Linked DNA regions of Hordeum vulgare: region 2 is linked to region 1. Evidence: chromatin contacts called from public Hi-C data. All regions are on one chromosome and are shown on one strand. Each heading gives the region's core, a stretch centred on a gene start, on an enhancer-like site or on the middle of the called end of the contact. The rest is flanking DNA. Distances are from core to core; before and after follow the strand shown.

Region 1 (5,115 bases), core at 1,945-4,444:
CCTACTATATGCCCCGATGAGCTTGCCGGATACGGGCCATGCAATTCTGAGCTTCACCTCCCCCGTCGCTCTAGGACATTGCACGCCAATTTGCAGAGCAGGTCACTCCAAGCAGCGTGTTGTTCAACAACTCGCTGCTCCAAGCCTGCTTGCCGTGGGGTGGCGGGTTGCTCCAGGCAGGCGCACGAGTGAGCACGGCGACACGAGCATCATGGTTGCCATGGGCGAGGACGTGTCGTACCGCTCCTATCGTGACTAGGACCATGCCATCCGCTGCCAATGTTAGCGGAACCGTGCCCGTCCGGTGAAAAAAGAACTTGCTTCGCGGAGATCAACGACACGGTGGCCAACATGTACGCGCTTGCCGCCATCAAAGAGGAAAAGTAGAACATGTGAGGACGTCGCAACTTGGGTCCCACGATGGCCACCGCTGCGACATCGCCGACGTGCACGACCGGAGACTTGCCCAGGCACCCTTCCTTCTAGCAGAAGCATATCGCTCCGGTGCCACTCGATGAGCGGTTCTTTGCGCTGAAGCATATACCTTTGGTGCTCACGGCAGTCCGATGAGCAGGGTGTTGGACATGGGGAAGGTAAAGAAGTTTCATCGCGGTTGGCCATAGACTAGTTTAGGATATCCATGACGTGGGAATGTATATCCACTGATGATGGTGATAGACTAGTATTGCCTTAGTACGATATATTTTATAGTTAAAATATGACCGAAATGTAAATGTCCTCGTCTGGTTTATATGAATATAATCTGGTTTGAATGAAGTTCGTCCGGTTTTCAAATAATGAATGAAATACTCCATTTGTTTTTAAATATAAGTCTTTATAGAGATTCCAATAGAGACTACACACGGAGCAAATAGAGCGGATCTATACTCCAAAATATGTCTATATTCATCCGTAGTAGTTCTTACTAAAATCTCTACAAAAATTTATACTAACGGGGGAGTATATGTGAGCAACATTGGATAGCCACCTCAGTATTGGTCTCCCTATTCGCAAACCGAGGGGGCGCCAGTTTGCATCTTAGCGTGTTTGAGATGCCATAAGAGCATCTCCAGTCGCGGCCCCAACAGGCCCCCAGGACTCTTTTTTGTCGCCGGTTCTAAAAAATCCACCCACTCGCGCCTCCAGGACCTTGTTTTTTGCCGGTTTTGGTCGAAATTGGCGCTGGCGAACCGAGGCCGAACCCATCACGCGGTGGCATCTGGGGGCGCTGGGGGAAAGAAATTAGGCGCGAAAACAAATCGCGCCAAATTCCTTCTGCGCCGAGAACGTCCGCCCTCCTCGTCGCCTTGACTCCCGCGCCGATTCAATGCGTCAGATTCCAAGGTATGGCGGCGCAGTGATGGCACGCCGCCGCGCGTCACGCCCTTTCCCACCACGCGTGCATACCGTTCCCGCCCCTTCCCCACTATAAAAGCCGCGCGTAGCTGCCGCTCGCCGCACACTCCGTCCTCCATCCTCTTTTCCCGTCTCTCTCGCCTTCGCCATCGGAAACTTTCCCCAGTCCATGGCGGAGAGGTTCCCCGGTGACAGAGTGGCTGCAAACGACTTCGACCGCCGGATGTTGCATGAGTGGGAGACGCACGCCCTCCGCGAGGCCAACTACCCGGCGCTGCCACACATGGGCGTGCCGGGCGCTTGGAGATTGAGCGGCGGAGGCGTCCCCATGCCCCTCCACCATCCGTTGTGGAACGCCGCGGTGAGGTCACGCGCATCCGGGCGTCCTTGCTGGAGCATGCGCGGCAGGAAGAAAGATACGCCACCGACAACTTTCCTTTATGGACGACGTACTTCGAGCGCCGCCACACCGGCCAACTTGCCTCCACCAACGGATTTCTGGCGCCAAGGGGGCACCACAACTCTAACGTCCGCCGTCGGTGGTGAGGCGTCCCCGAGCGCACGCTCCACGCCGTCCTCGAGCACATCAAGGGCAGCAACGAGCCGCTGTTGAAGTACCCGGCGCCATCGTTCTCGCGTCGCAGCAGGAGCTCGTGGTTGCTGAGGCGAATGACGGGGTCCTCCTCCCGCTCCTTCGGCACGTCGCCGCAGCTCGCCACCGTGAAGGCCGAGCCCCAAGAGACGTCAGAGCGCCGCCGCGGCCATGGTGGCAACCTCGTTATAAACTAGGGCCGCCGCCAACCTTCGCCTCCCTGTGGCCACCTTCGCCTGATCAGGCCGAAGAAGGAAAAGGAGATGACGCCGTCGCCGGTGGTCATCAAGCACGAGCATGTTGAGATGGCCGCCGACCTTGACATCGGCCTGAAGTGGTCGTGCAACGACTACGTTCGGGAGGAGATGGAGTGTCAGCGCCGCGCTTTTGAGAAGATCGCCGCACGACGTCGCAGTCACGAAGAGGGTGGCGTCATCATCCTCGACGACAGCGACGAGGAGGCGCCGGCGCAAATCGCCCCCGTCCGCAGCGATGATCCACATAAGGCTGTAGCAAGGACAACACGCATGATGGCGACGGCGGCGACATAGTTTTTTTAATGTTTTTATGTACTTTTTTAATTTGTACAAATTTAAATGAAATCGCCTAAGTTTCATTCAAAATCGAGTCAATTTCTTCGAATTTGATCCAAAAACATGCCTAGGCGTGCGCTTAAGCATGCATAGGCCCTAGGCGACAGCAGAACGCCTAGTGCTTAATCGTGCTAGGTGTGCACTTATGTGAGATAGGTGCTATGAAGAGGCATCTCCATAAGTCAGCCTGGGCATTCGGGTATTTTGGTTATTTCGGTTCGGGTAGTTCGGTTTATGGGTAATTCGGGTATTCAAAAATGAAAACCAAAATTATTTCTGTCAAAAAATTACCCGAACCCAAATTACCCAAAATTTTGGTTCGGGTACCCAAAATACCCAAAATATTCTGAGCATGCATCGACTTTTGATATGAATAACTCGGATAGTATGGGTATTTTTGATAATATGAGTATTTTAGTTAGTATGGGTAACAAGTTAGTGTAATAATAGCATGAAAATTTTGGACCTTGGGGGCGTGTGGGAACCCGAGCCCCTTCAAACCGATTTTAGTGCCGGTTTGCCCCCAAGCGACGGTATTTCATGCCCGGTGGGCGAACACTAAGAAAGAAAAATAAATCGTGAATTTTCTAAAAAAAACAAAAAGATCAGTGAATATTATATTTGCTTCGACAACGTGATAGCGGCGGCTTGCGCGCGGGGGGTTAAAGCAGGGTTTTTGGCGTCTAGCCTTTCCCCGTTGTAGCCTCCTCCCTCGCCACTCCGAGCCCCCTCTCCTCCCCGCCTTCCGCGCCGCCTCGCCCCGCCGCGAGATGCGGAGCCTCGCCGTCGCGAGCCCCGTCCCGACAGCCGCCGCCCATCGACGGAGGCTCCGGCCGTCCGCCTCCGGCAGGTTCGTGACCTCTCATCATTTCCTTGGCCGCTAGCGTCGATAGGGTCCTTCTGCGGCACGACTAGCTCCGACGGCGCTCCCCGATTCGACCACGTCGAGTGCTGGCGGCGATCTTATACGCTGATAATGTATTGACCGTGGGCGCGATTTTCCTGGGTTTCATTGGGGGGATATTGTTTAGATTGCCTAGTAAACGGGGCTTACGTGTTTGGTAGTATGACGATGCTCTGATGAGGCGCAGACATCAGGAATCTGTGCTATCTACGGCGTGGATAGACTTGCTTGATTTTATTGAACAGAAATGGACAGCATCTAAGCTTGTCAAAGATATTACTTCCTCTGTTTTGGGCAAGTGCATGGCTTCCTTTAACGCCTGCAGTCAAAACTGTTTTAACACCGAGTCACTGACCACCAATATACGAAAAATTATTATAACCTATATTGGTTGGGTGAAAATAGCATTATTAGTTTTGCCAGGAAAAATATTTTCATAGTACATATTTAGAATAATTGTTTACTAACATACAAATATAAAAAGTAAAAGAAAAAAATACAAATATAAAAAGGAACAGTCAAAGGTTTATGTTGGTAATGCGCCCATGTTTAAAATTTCACATATTTCTGAATGTCGGGGGTAATGATTTGCTAATGGAACTTGTTGAATAAGGGTATATCAATAGTCAAGTCAATCTAAGATGTGATTTGTGGGCATCGTACTAGTATGAACACAACAACCCATGTATACTCATACTCTTACACATGGTGTAATGATAGTCGTTAGGAGGTGGTCTTGACCTGGTCAGGATGTTTGTATCTTTTAAGCAAGGTCCGGAAGCATGAAATGGATAGTTCATTTGCTTGGAGTTTTCCAACAGAATTCGAAGTAATGAACATCGAGCTATGGATCAAGAAATGCCCATTTCATACCGTTTTCATCTTCACAGTCACAGTTTGAAACTTGTGCCCCATATACCAGTCTACTAAAGTTATAAAACAAATGGATTACTACTGATGCATTCTGCATCGACAACATGATTGTGAACTTCCAGTGGAGATAAGTTAGTTAATGTAGATTTTTGTTACCATGTTGTATCTTCTTAGATCTGACATTCTGCACCCCTATCACTATTTGTTTTATTTGGAAGTTTTCACTGCCGCTCTTTCAGTCCATCTCATGTTACACTGACGTTAAGCTGCTTGATAAATCTTCAGGGAAGTAATTTCACAATGTTTGAAGTGTGAGATAAATCAGGACCGACCTTTGGGAGCTCTAAGGTAGTGTTTTGTGCAGTGAATGTTGTTCTGACTTAATTAATTTCCTTTCAACTAGAAATGATCTGGCTTATATTTACCCAATACCCAAATTTTGAACGAATAATGATGCTGCTGTCATTTGACCATTTAATTGCTCCACCTGGTATTTCAAGCACCAGTTGCATGCTCAACCTTCCATTTCTTATCTTCTCAAAGTCGCCGACTACATTGTCCCTAGAAAATATTCTCAACCTTTCCGGAGTAATTAACTTCCGAACTCTTGTGCTATATCTGCATAAAGTTTTACCATATAGATATTGTGCTTCTTCACTAGTTCTAATTTGATGTCAGTTATGCCTCACCAAATTTCAGCTAGTATCCCTTATTTGTTTCACTATCTTGTTCAGGTTAGGAGGAAATTTGCCAAGACATGGTTCTAAGAATCTGCTCACACCAGCTGCTGGTAATTT
Region 2 (5,115 bases), core at 1,106-3,605, 700 kb before region 1:
TCTTACTTTTTAGTGCAACCTTCAAAGCATTTGCCTGAAGACAAAGTAGTTCCGCTAAGAATGTGATAAATCTATTTTATGAAAATAAGTAATACTGAATATGATATGCAACTATGGTGAAAGGTACAGAGTTTAACGAGTTCGTGAGAAGGTTGCTAAATCACAGCTATATAGCTGTTAAACACACACACAAAAAACAGAGCGTGTTTAGACTCATGAACTTTTACCTGCTCGTCGGTAATTTTCCGCAGAGGTGATCCACCACCAATTGAGGCATACCCCTCTTTACTCTTAGGAGCTCTAAAAGTAGATATAAGTTTGGCCAGTGGTCTTTGAAGAAACCTGAACAGCCTAGGGAGTCGAATGATATCCTGGGTAACAATTATCAAGTCAAAACTGAATTACTCGGTTAAAAGTACTGAAATTAAACAATAACACAAGATAATTAAGAAACAGATAGGGCTATGTGGTTCGCATTGGAATAACTACCATTCAAAGAACAGCCAGAGACAACATGACTTGTGATAAACAAGAGACCATAGACTAAGATGATGAACTTTATACTCTAGAGACTTAATTCTCTACTATCTCATCCAAAATAATGCATGGCTCTCCTTTTTAGGGCTTCTTCAGATATACCATGGTCTACTCAATCTCTTCAGATGGACAGAGAATTTGAACTTAAACATGTTTCAATTCAAAGCGAACAGTTCCAGTCCATCCTTATCCAAATAATGAAATAATCCTGTATAGGGAGAACATGATCCCTCCTAAGAAAAAAATCCCATGTATCTAAAGAAGTTAATCTCTATTAGTGAAACAAATCCTCTGAGGGGGTAAACTTAACTAAGAAGAGGAATAATCATTGGTTACACATAATTAGCAAGAACATGGGAAGTTGCATTGGAATTAAAATTATAAGCATGTGGTATGATCATGACTTACTGGATCAGCGAAGAGGTTGAACAAAAATGGTTGAACATCATTGAGGGTCTCTGGACCACCAAGATTTAATAAGAGCACTCCAACCTTTTCTTCGACGGCATGTGAAGATACACCTTTGACATCTTCATCGAAAGTAGTACATACATCGGTAGAGGTGGATCTCACAGAAAGATGGTGCTGATGTTTAAGTACTGGACTTCTGTGAACCAAACCAGAGGTTCCCCTTGCTTTTCCACTTGCTGACAACAGCAAGGGTTTAGCCTTCCCATGCAAGTTCTGCTCACATTTGGTAGAACCAGCAAGGTTTGTAGAACATCTGACTTTACCACATGACCTGTCAACGGGTAGCACATTTAACACAATAAGATAAAAAAAAAACAAAGGTTACACTGTATTTCTCCAGGAGAAATGTCATGTGAGTATAAACTTCAGCACATCTCAAAATGCAATCAGAACCTAGATCGATCTTTCAACATTATGCCAAATTTATTGTGAATTCAATTTAAACTATCTACTGACGGCAGATTTCCTTAAGCAATATTAATCACTAATTGATCAAATATATCTCAGAAATCATGTCTTATAAACTCATGAATCTCTGTGTTGTACACCGATCAACAGGGCAGTGCATATTTTCAGGATTAATCAACTTTCTTACAGACCATTAGCACTCTGAGCATTCTTACCAACCATTTGATCCATAAACCTGTCTCTACGTTCCGTCACCTCTAATAAGACAGTTTGATTTTGGTATGTACAAACAAACATTAATATTACTCCATCATGTGTTGGAACTGTGCTACTCCACGGATGTTCAGAAATGAAAAAACTGCTCCCTCACAGGTTTCAGGAGCCCCAAACAATTAATTGATTCCAGGATTCGCTATAAGATCCCCACTCAAGAAAAAGAAGAACATTGTAGCAAGTGCACATTTTTTTTATATATTGAGTTTAGTTTTGACTCAACGGTCGCACACCAGAGGCAATCGGATTTTGGTGCCAGATCACAACTGAACCATCACAAAATTCCAGTGACTGCGACAGCACCATAACAAAAACCGAAACCCCCAACGGAAATCTAGTTCGTACCAGCGGCGGCACACCGTCCATCCAGATCAGCGATCACAGATTACGAAAACGAAGCGAAACAAACCCACAAACAAACACATGAACGGCGAAAAGCGAAGGGCACTCACGTCGTGGAGCCGCTCTTCCCCAAGAAATTTCCGGAGCGCCCCAGATCAAGAGCCCCCGAGCGGACGCACTCCATGGAGGACAAAGCGGGGCTGGTCGCGGAGGACGGAGGAGATCTGCGGCGGGTTGTGACTCTGGCGTCTTCTTCCCCTCTCTCCTCTCCCTTTCTGGAATCAATGTTTCTTCGCTTCTCTGTCTGGGTCAAATACGGCAGCGAATCGGCAACTACCCATTCCTTCGCTCACGTTCTTCCACGGAGGTCGTAGGGCCCACACGGAACTGAGCGCACCGGATCCCACCGCGCGCTAATCTTGGAGCAGGTTTCACTTACTCTTTTGTGAAACATTTTTTAACAAGAAAAAATCATGGAAATAAAAAAGAAGACACACATGAGGTCTGATGTTCCTGACTAAGATGGTAAGAGCAACTCCAACGGACGCGTTAGACTTGGCGCGCGTGAAAGAAAATGTGTTTTTCGCACGAGCACGGCCGGTGGGTGCGCTTCAGCACGCACGGGAAAGTTCGGCGCAATAAAAAAACTACGCGCGCGCGTCAAGCAAAGAATATCATTTGTAGCCATCTGAGCAAAGGTCGGTATGGCAGAGTGGGTGCTTTGAGAACTACAAAGCTCATCTAGGACAGGCTGTTCAAAGTCAACGAAAGAGTATCTACTCAAAGTGACTCACGGGTTGATGTTCTTCGCAATCTCTTCAACCGCTTCAAAAGACTCGATAATGAAAATTGTCAACAAACCTTCGATCGCCTCACTGATATCTCCAATGACCTACAGGCTCTTGGGGCCAATGACATCACCGACCATGAGGTGGTGAAGAAATTGGTGAGATCTCTTGGTCCTTCATTCGATACACTAGTTTTGATGATTCAAGAGTGTAGAGACTACAAGTTACTAGATCCTGCTGGTATTCTGGAGACTCAATACTCATGAATTCCAACTAGCTGAGAAAAGAGATCTCTATGGACCAAGCTATGAAAGATCTCGTGTGCTGAAGGCAAAGGTTGTTTCCTCATCTGAAGAAGAATCTGATTGCAGTCTTGGTGATCGTGAAGAACTTGGTCAGGACTTGCTATGCTTGAGAGGAAATTCCAGAAGTTCTCCAGACGAGGTTAGTTCGAAAAATCTTCAAGAAGAGATGTGGGAAAATCAGAATCTTCATCTGAGGACTACAAGAAAAGAACCTGCCATAAATGCAAGAAGTTTGGTCACTACATTGTTGATTGTCCTCGCTAGGTAAATGAATCGAAGAAGAAGAAGTACAAGGATGACAATTTTGATGACTTGAAGAAAAAGAAGAAATCTTCAAAGTCCTCATCATCAAAGTCCTCACCGCACAAGAAGAACGGTTTCATAAAGGCTCGGGCTCTTATTGGCAAGGAAATGGATTCTGGGAAAGAATCTGAGGAATGTGATGAAGAGGAAGGATCTGAGGAGGAGTCAGAGTCTGGTGTGGCAAGCCTAGCCCTTGCTACCACATTCGTCAGTAAGTCCATCTTCGATCTCGAATAAAATGACAACGTCAACCAAACTGATGACTGCGTGACGACTTTGCTCCCACCTATTGCTTCATGGCAAAAGGTGCCAAGGTACCCAAACACACTTCCTCTTCCGACTCAAGTGACTATGAACCTGATGATTATCAGAAACCCAGTTACTACAAGCTTGCCAATATTGTCACTAAGCAACAAAATGCCCTTGAAAAGCTTCAGAAACTGCTAGACAAAAGCGATGACTTGTTGAACGAGGAAATGGATCGGACTCAAACCCTGACTGATGATGTTCAAAGTCTTCGGTCTAAGTTTGATAGTCTTCAAGAACATCATGACATTCTCTTGGCTGATCATGAGAAACTTTCTTATGAATTTATTCAAAGAAAGTAAGATCTTGAGATTCGGAGTAAAAATGATTCTTTGCTCGCTCAACATATCAGTTCCGCTCACGAAGAATTCATTCAATCATGCATGAAATGCATCGAACGTGAATCTGCTAATTCTTAACCTGAAAGTCCCTAAGGTGGTTTTGATAATTGATCACTACATATGCATCATTGGACTAATGATCGTATCCAAGTATATTTCAGAAAATTTCAAAGATGCCTTCGCCATAGGATTGTGAGGAGAAACCCCTTGATGAAGGAAAGGAATAGGATTGGCTCAAGCTTCAAGCAAGAAGACTCTACATTTTACATTTGTGAGAAATCACTTTTGAGTCCATAGGAAAGCCAATACTATTAAAAGAGGGTGAGGTATTATGATGAATTTGTTGCTCAAGTGCTTAGAGATAGCCACCAAAAATATTCACTCATTCTCCCACAAAATATCTCTCTCCAAAGCCAAACCAGCAAAATCGATGCCACCAACTTTTTCCACTTGGCCCTACCGATTTTCCACCTAGACATATCATATGCCAAACCCTATCATCTTTGTACCACCAACTTTCATATCGGTTCCATTGAGATCATGGACATCCTTTTTGTTGAGAAAATTCCAAGAAAATTTCTGAGATTGGAATCGGTCTCACAAAGATTTGGAAACTGCTCTAGGTCATCGTATTGGTACCACCGAGATTTATATATTAGTCTCACCAAGAATTCAAAAGTTGCCACATTTAGTGCAACTCGGTCCCACCGAGATTCATTTCGGTGTCACCGAGTTGGGCAATAATGTTGTAACGGTTGGATTTTGGGGGATGCCTATATATACCCCTCCACCTCCTCTTATTCATAGAGGAAGCACTCAAAACACACTTACACTTGCCAGATCCATTTTTCTAAGAGAGAGTCACCTACTCACGTGTTGTGATCAAGAGATTCCAATCCAACCATTTGAAACTTGATCCCCAGCCTCCCCAAGTTACTTACCACAAAATCAATCTCTCCTACCCATGCCAAATTTGTGAGAGAGTGATTGAGTGTTGATGAGATTATCTTTTGAAGTGTCGCTTTGGAGCCTCCTCGTGTT

The links. A called contact is a pair of places that touch in the nucleus more often than the background predicts.
Region 2: a Hi-C map of leaf shows a contact between it and region 1, with 2.9 times the contacts expected there. The contact joins the promoter of LOC123395457 here to the promoter of LOC123399801 in region 1. A contact is called at or near these places in 2 of 6 Hi-C or Micro-C datasets (leaf and seedling).

What each region holds. Positions count from the first base shown.
Region 1 is chr5H:378,743,045-378,748,159 of MorexV3_pseudomolecules_assembly, reverse strand. LOC123399801 (bifunctional aspartokinase/homoserine dehydrogenase 2, chloroplastic) reads left to right here and starts at 3,194. Exons shown (of 19, transcript XM_045094183.1): 1 at 3,194-3,391; 2 at 4,604-4,666; 3 at 5,053-5,108. The coding sequence starts at 3,312.
Region 2 is chr5H:379,442,380-379,447,494 of MorexV3_pseudomolecules_assembly, reverse strand. It overlaps LOC123395457 (ferrochelatase-2, chloroplastic), which reads right to left and starts at 2,355. Exons shown (of 9, transcript XM_045090460.1): 1 at 2,142-2,355; 2 at 946-1,279; 3 at 228-371; 4 at 1-34. The coding sequence starts at 2,215.